Linked DNA regions of Sus scrofa: region 2 is linked to region 1. The links are chromatin contacts, called in public HiChIP or PLAC-seq maps. All regions are on one chromosome and are shown on one strand. The core of a region is the stretch at or near the end of the contact, and the rest is flanking DNA. Distances in the headings are between cores, read along the strand shown. Region 1 overlaps ITPR1 (inositol 1,4,5-trisphosphate receptor type 1). Region 2 overlaps ITPR1 (inositol 1,4,5-trisphosphate receptor type 1).

The links. HiChIP or PLAC-seq counts read pairs in DNA pulled down with a chosen protein or histone mark.
Region 2: a contact with region 1 is called in an H3K27ac HiChIP or PLAC-seq map of skeletal muscle. The contact joins two enhancer-like sites. A contact is called at or near these places in 5 of 47 Hi-C or Micro-C datasets (alveolar macrophages, blood, embryonic fibroblasts and 1 more) and 2 of 2 datasets of contacts at active chromatin or transcription factors (alveolar macrophages and skeletal muscle).

What each region holds. Positions count from the first base shown.
Region 1 is chr13:61,280,429-61,283,256 of Sscrofa11.1, reverse strand. All of the region lies in intron 39 of ITPR1 (inositol 1,4,5-trisphosphate receptor type 1), which reads right to left. Among named protein-coding and RNA genes, the nearest start is that of ITPR1, 210 kb to the right of the region's middle. Within about 2 kb of position 1,411, at least 43 of the 83 cell types and tissues checked have an H3K27ac peak or open chromatin away from gene starts, as enhancers often do. A contact at or near this core is called in alveolar macrophages and skeletal muscle, where this site is marked.
Region 2 is chr13:61,357,634-61,360,461 of Sscrofa11.1, reverse strand. All of the region lies in intron 51 of ITPR1 (inositol 1,4,5-trisphosphate receptor type 1), which reads right to left. Among named protein-coding and RNA genes, the nearest start is that of BHLHE40, 170 kb to the left of the region's middle. Within about 2 kb of position 1,336, at least 8 of the 83 cell types and tissues checked have an H3K27ac peak or open chromatin away from gene starts, as enhancers often do. A contact at or near this core is called in alveolar macrophages and skeletal muscle, where this site is marked.

The DNA of each region.
Region 1 (2,828 bases), core at 162-2,661:
TTCAGAGTCTGATGCCTCCAGTCAAGGTGAAGTCTCCCTAAACCAACAGTGACTGGCAATGATGTGATGTTGCCTGGTTTTGAACTTGGAAACCAACAATTGCTCCCTACTGCCTCTCCACGTTTCTTCTTAGATCTTAAGTCTTCCCAGGGCTTTTAGTCAAGGTCAGCAAAATCAGACTTCATAGGGAAAAGATTTCAAATGATGGGCTTTGAAATAAAAACTCAAAATGAATTTCAACGAAAAGGATCCCGAGTGTCCTTCCCAGATGAGGCCATGAATTAGGTCATCATAACCACAGCACTGGAGTAGTAACTAGATCTGGGCAGATAAGACCCTGAAATGATCGCTTTTTATACATAATGTTCCTAACATTTTATCCAGGGATGTACTTCTGCATAAATGAAGGACATTATATATTGTCCTTCTTAAATAAAAAGAAACCCAGAGACTTCCTAGGGTTATTATTTATGGCATGTGCACAGCAGCACATGCTCACATACATGCTGTACACACATACATATATACATCAGTTTCATGTGTGTCTATTACAGGCCAGCACAGAGCACAGCCATAGAAATACCTTCTGTTTTCTGCTGCCACTAACATGAACCCTATTATCCCTGGGCTTCTAAAATTTTCCTTTGAAATAAGCTGTCTCCATCCATGAACCAACCCTAGCAGAGGCTGAATACAGTTCAATAAATGCAGCTGTATTATAGATCTAATTATCAGCCCATCAAAGAGAATTTATAATCTCCAACCCCCATGAATCAGCCTTCAGTTCCTTTCACCCACTCAATCTCAGAGGAGGGAAAAAATAAACAAGCAAATAGCGAATGGCCTTGCAAATATGTTTGCTGGGTCCTGTCTTTCTTGAGCCTTTGAAAAGCCACATTAAGAAAACAGAACGCTTGCAAGAAAACTGAGCTAAAATGGAACTTACCTAGCATTTTAGTAGAAAAATTTAAAATCTTTCCATTTGATAATAACCCAATGTCCTTTACTATGGCATTTGTTTTTAGAAACAAAGGAAGAAATATTTTAGTTCCAGTGATGCAGTTTCATCTATATTTTATAGGAAAAGTTCATCAGCAGTCAGAAGAGAAATTCATTTTTCAAAAATGCATTCTGACTTGATTAAATTATACAACTTCAGTCATGATGGAATCATCTCAACATTAAAAAAAGAAGAAGAAGAAAAAGAAAGAAAAAGGAAGAAAAAAAAAAAAAAAACTTCCCCAGATTCTGCAATAGCTTCTGTGTGCTCCGAGTTGAGCTTGGTTGCTCTCTGGTTGCCAGTGTCTAACAGTAAACAGCCCTGCTGCATTTATTGGCAATTACTGCTGAAGGTCACACATCAGCAGTGAGCCTAAATTCCAGGAAAAAAAGCAGCTCTTATGTAACTGCTGCCTGAATGCTGGCAGGTGCCCAACCCAGCAGTTCACAGCAATGTAAAAAAGTAGGACACCTCCACCCTGGGTTGGACGTCATGAGAACGCCCCCTGAAGGTGAAATTTAATAATTCTCCCATTTCTCTTCTGTTTTCTTCCCCCTAAATTTTACTGGCGGTGGCTTTCCTTTGCTTGCAGAAGTAGCTCCCGGGGGCAGAAGCTAAGGACAGAAAGGCAGACAGAGGCAGGCTGCAACCGCCCTAACAAGTAGAAATGACAACCTTGCTTTTTTGTTGAAATGGCAAGAGGCTGAAGCTGCAAACTGACACTGATGGCTCTGAAGAGTCTGAAGTGACAGTGACTGAATGGGGATCACATCTCCCAAATGTAGAAATGCAGCCCATCCACTGAGCCACAGCCCACACTTTCTAAACACGCCATTCCTCTCCAAAGAGGCATCTATGTAAATGAGGTAGGTCACTGCTCTACCCACTGCCTCATCTTGAAGTTAGAGGACTTTATCAAAATTACCCTTTTGTGGAGTTCCTGTCGTGGATCAGTGGAAACAAATCTAACTAGAATCCATGATGACACAGGTTTTATCCCTGGCCTCGCTCAGTGGGTTAAGGATCTGGCATTGCCGTGAGCTATGGTGTAGGTCACAGACCTACACCACGCAAGCTCAGATCTAGTGTGACTGTGGCTGTTGCATAGGCCGGTGGCAATAGCTGCAATTCGACCCCTAGCCTGGGAACCTGCACATGCCGCAGGTGCAGCACTAAAAAGATCAAAAAAGAAAAAAAGAAAAAGAAAAAAAACCTTTGGTTTGCCCAGAACTTCACAGTTTAGGAAAAGTGGCTCCATGGTCACCTGCCAGTTGTCCTCACCTGTCATGACCTTTCTCGCCCAGGTAAAAGTTCTTAAATTGCATGTCCTCATGACCCCATGTACTTCAGCTTCCTACATTTCTCATTGACAGCCTGTCATTTAACATTAATTTGTATTATTGTCTATCTCCCCCACAAAACCATAAACTCCAGAAGGGCAGACACTCTGCCTATTTGGGGCACCATTGTATCCAAATCCCCTAGCAACACAGAACAGGCACTCAAACATGAGTCACAGAAATGAATGTCTCAAGCATCAATCGGAGTCTGTTTAAAGCCAAGAAGGGGTGGATGCAGGAACCTTCCAGGGTTGGGGGGGACAGAAACATTCCCTATCTTGATTTGTGTGTGTCCAAAGGTAACAGTTCATCAAGCTACCAACTCAGGAATAAGCTGAACAGACACTAAGCAAGTAGCTCCTTACCCTTCTCCCATTACCTGTCCTCTTCCTGCCCCCTAAGGACAAGGTGAAATCAGGAAGTAAGGAGAGAGACCCTGCCTCGTGATTTGTGAAAAATGATAATAATAAAGAAATGAAAGAAAGCCC
Region 2 (2,828 bases), core at 87-2,586, 77 kb before region 1:
CATTTCTAACATCCTTACATGAGTTAGTCAAACACAGAAGTCGCCTCCATCCATGAACCCTGCCATCAGCATGATGAAAAGTGTTTTCTGAATTTCTGTTGCGTTCTAGGCATTAGAGGGTTGCAACTGAATGAGAAGCAGCCAGTTCTTATCTTCTGTTGCTCCTAATTTCACAGGGAAAATGAGGATTTTCTTGGGAGGGAAAAAGTAAAGGACTTCGGGGTGAATTCTGATCCCCTGCCCCCTCTTCTGGGAATAGCTTCTAATTTTCCTCTTGGATCCCTCCTTTCCCATGTATCTGTCCCTGAGGTCTGGGTGGGGCTCCATTCTGGACAATATGAATACTGTATTCCCCTGACAAAGACTGGGTCAGGGATCAGCAATGAGTCAAGGATCTGCCTGTGACCAAATGGAGCCAATGACACCCACTGAGATCTTTCCTAGGATTGCAATGAAGACAATTTTGTTCTTTACCTCTGACCTTGAACCTGAAAGAAAGCGAACTCTAAAGCTGCTAGCTTCCATCCTGTGGTACCTCAGAGCCCTAGGGTACTACGGGTGCAGAGCCAAACAAGAGGACCTGAGCCCTGAGCCTGTCTGGGTCCCTGGATTCAGCCACGCCTGAAGCTAGGCTCTTGATTCTCAGTCATATGAACAAATACGTTTTTCTCCTTCACTTGAACTACTGTGGACTAAGTTTTCTGACCCCCATAACTGAAGGTTGGTCCATGTATAATACTGTCCCACCTTTGATAGAAACTCCATGCCTAGAAGTTTCTCTTTAGCAGTGTGTTGACAGAAAAACCCAAATCAAGAGAAAGCTCTTCGGCTGCACTTGGTAAAACCATCTCCTGCTACCCTTGCTAGCTTGGCCATGGTGCTGGGGAAATGCTGCCAGTTAATCTGGTGGGTCAGTGTAAGTGAGCTTCTCAGCAATCAGATAAGTGAGGAAGGCAACACCCATGGAGGAGGTTTGGTTTTCTCAGACAGGCTCAACTTTCAATCCACTGGTTCTTTTTTTTCCTAATATTCAAAACCTTGCCAGTGCAGGATCTTTCATAGGGTGAGAAAGCATTAGTGACTCTAAATGAACTGTGTTGCCAGGGTTTCCAAGAAACAATAACAAGGCCAGGCTCTGGTTGACCTTCCAGGACCTCAAACATGCCTGGGGCCCTATGGTCGTAACAGCAGAGCAATCGCTTCTCCTAAATTCACTCTCCCCTTTAACTTCTGCCTACTTGACTCCTCTGCTTCAGCAGCAGCTGTCTCCTAGTCATCAACTCAGTCTGCCGTCCCTACTTCCTGTGGACCCTGCTTGGCTTGTGTCCGGTCTGCCTTTAGGTCCTAGCTCTTTGGAGCAGCAGCTCTCCCCAAGTCCCTGGGGCCTCTCCAGGGCACACCCAGCAGTCTGGCCCTGCCCGTTCCCATCACCTGACCCCAGCTCCTGAAGCACCCTCCAGACCACTTTCCCCCCACATGGGGCTGCCAGGATACCAGCTCTCTCACATCTCCAACAGTCCTCCTTTGTGGGTCCATGGCTGCCCTTTCTTCTCCCACTGCCACAGGTGGGCATTCCTCTTACATTATTCCCTCTAAATAATTAATTATTGTTTCAGCTTCCTTCCACCCTCCCAGCTAACAATACTATAAACGGTAATTCATTATTCAAATTGAGTCTTTCTGCTAACTCGTTTATGTTAAAGAAGAGATAATGTGGAATGACTCGAATCCAGGGAAACAGAAGAAGCAGACAGCCCACTGAAGACAACTTAGAAATACTGAGTGTTTTTTTCCTTTCATTTATCTTTTTCTCCTTATTTCTTTCTTCAATAGTGACCTCTCACCACAGCTGAAGGCCGCATTTCCTTGTCAACACTGATGTCACGCGTGTCACTCTGGTCATGCATTTCCAAACACCAGGCCTAACAGTAACATCTTGCTTTGTCACTTCAAGCCCTGTAAGTCAACAATGTAAGTCTGTTTTCACCCTGAAAACCAGGTCTTGGTTGCATGACTTATTTTGGTTGGCTCTGTTCTTCTTCTCCCAGGCTTCTGGGACAATCAGGAGTAATACTTGCCTTCTTCACCACCCAGTCAACACAGTAATACCTTCCTTGCCTGGAGAAAGACACCCAGACCAAGCCTGCATTGCTTTCAGGTGGGAGGCTCAGAGGCTTTGCCCACTACGTGTCACTATTCCCCAGGAAGCTCTGACACGTGTACCTTCCTTTTTCTCTACTATGACCAAGACACAGGCTTGTCACATGGAATCAAAAGCTTGCTGGAGGCCCAAAGTGGTCCCTTCAGCACCCCCTTGCTGAATCCACCTAACATGCCACTACCAGGTGAGTTTTCTCAAGAACACCTCCCTGTATATACCAACACTTTGGTCAGAGTTTTCCAATCTGTATTCTACTCATGCCAAGTGATACTTTACAAAAAACTGTGGGCAAATGAGTTTGGGAACTACAAATACTCATTTTCCCTTTCTTGGAGATTCATAACCCAGATGTGTAGGTTGATGTCTCAGAAATCTAAAAACCTTTCATTTTGTTTAATTCAGCATTTCCTACAGGGATTTCACCAAGGAACCCCCTTTTCGCCTAAGATTTACCCACTAGGAACTCAATGACCTGGAGGATGAAGTTATCCTAAAATTTGGGCAGGGGTTACTTGTACAGAATGAGGCCCTACGTGTGACCACACATGGGAGTGAGGAGGCAAAACTCAACTGATGATGGTCTCCTGAGGGCGTGAGGCTTCCCTCACGGCTTTGGCCCATGGGGCCCACAGGAAAAGGCTCTTCTCAAGCCCTGCTTCCTGGCTCA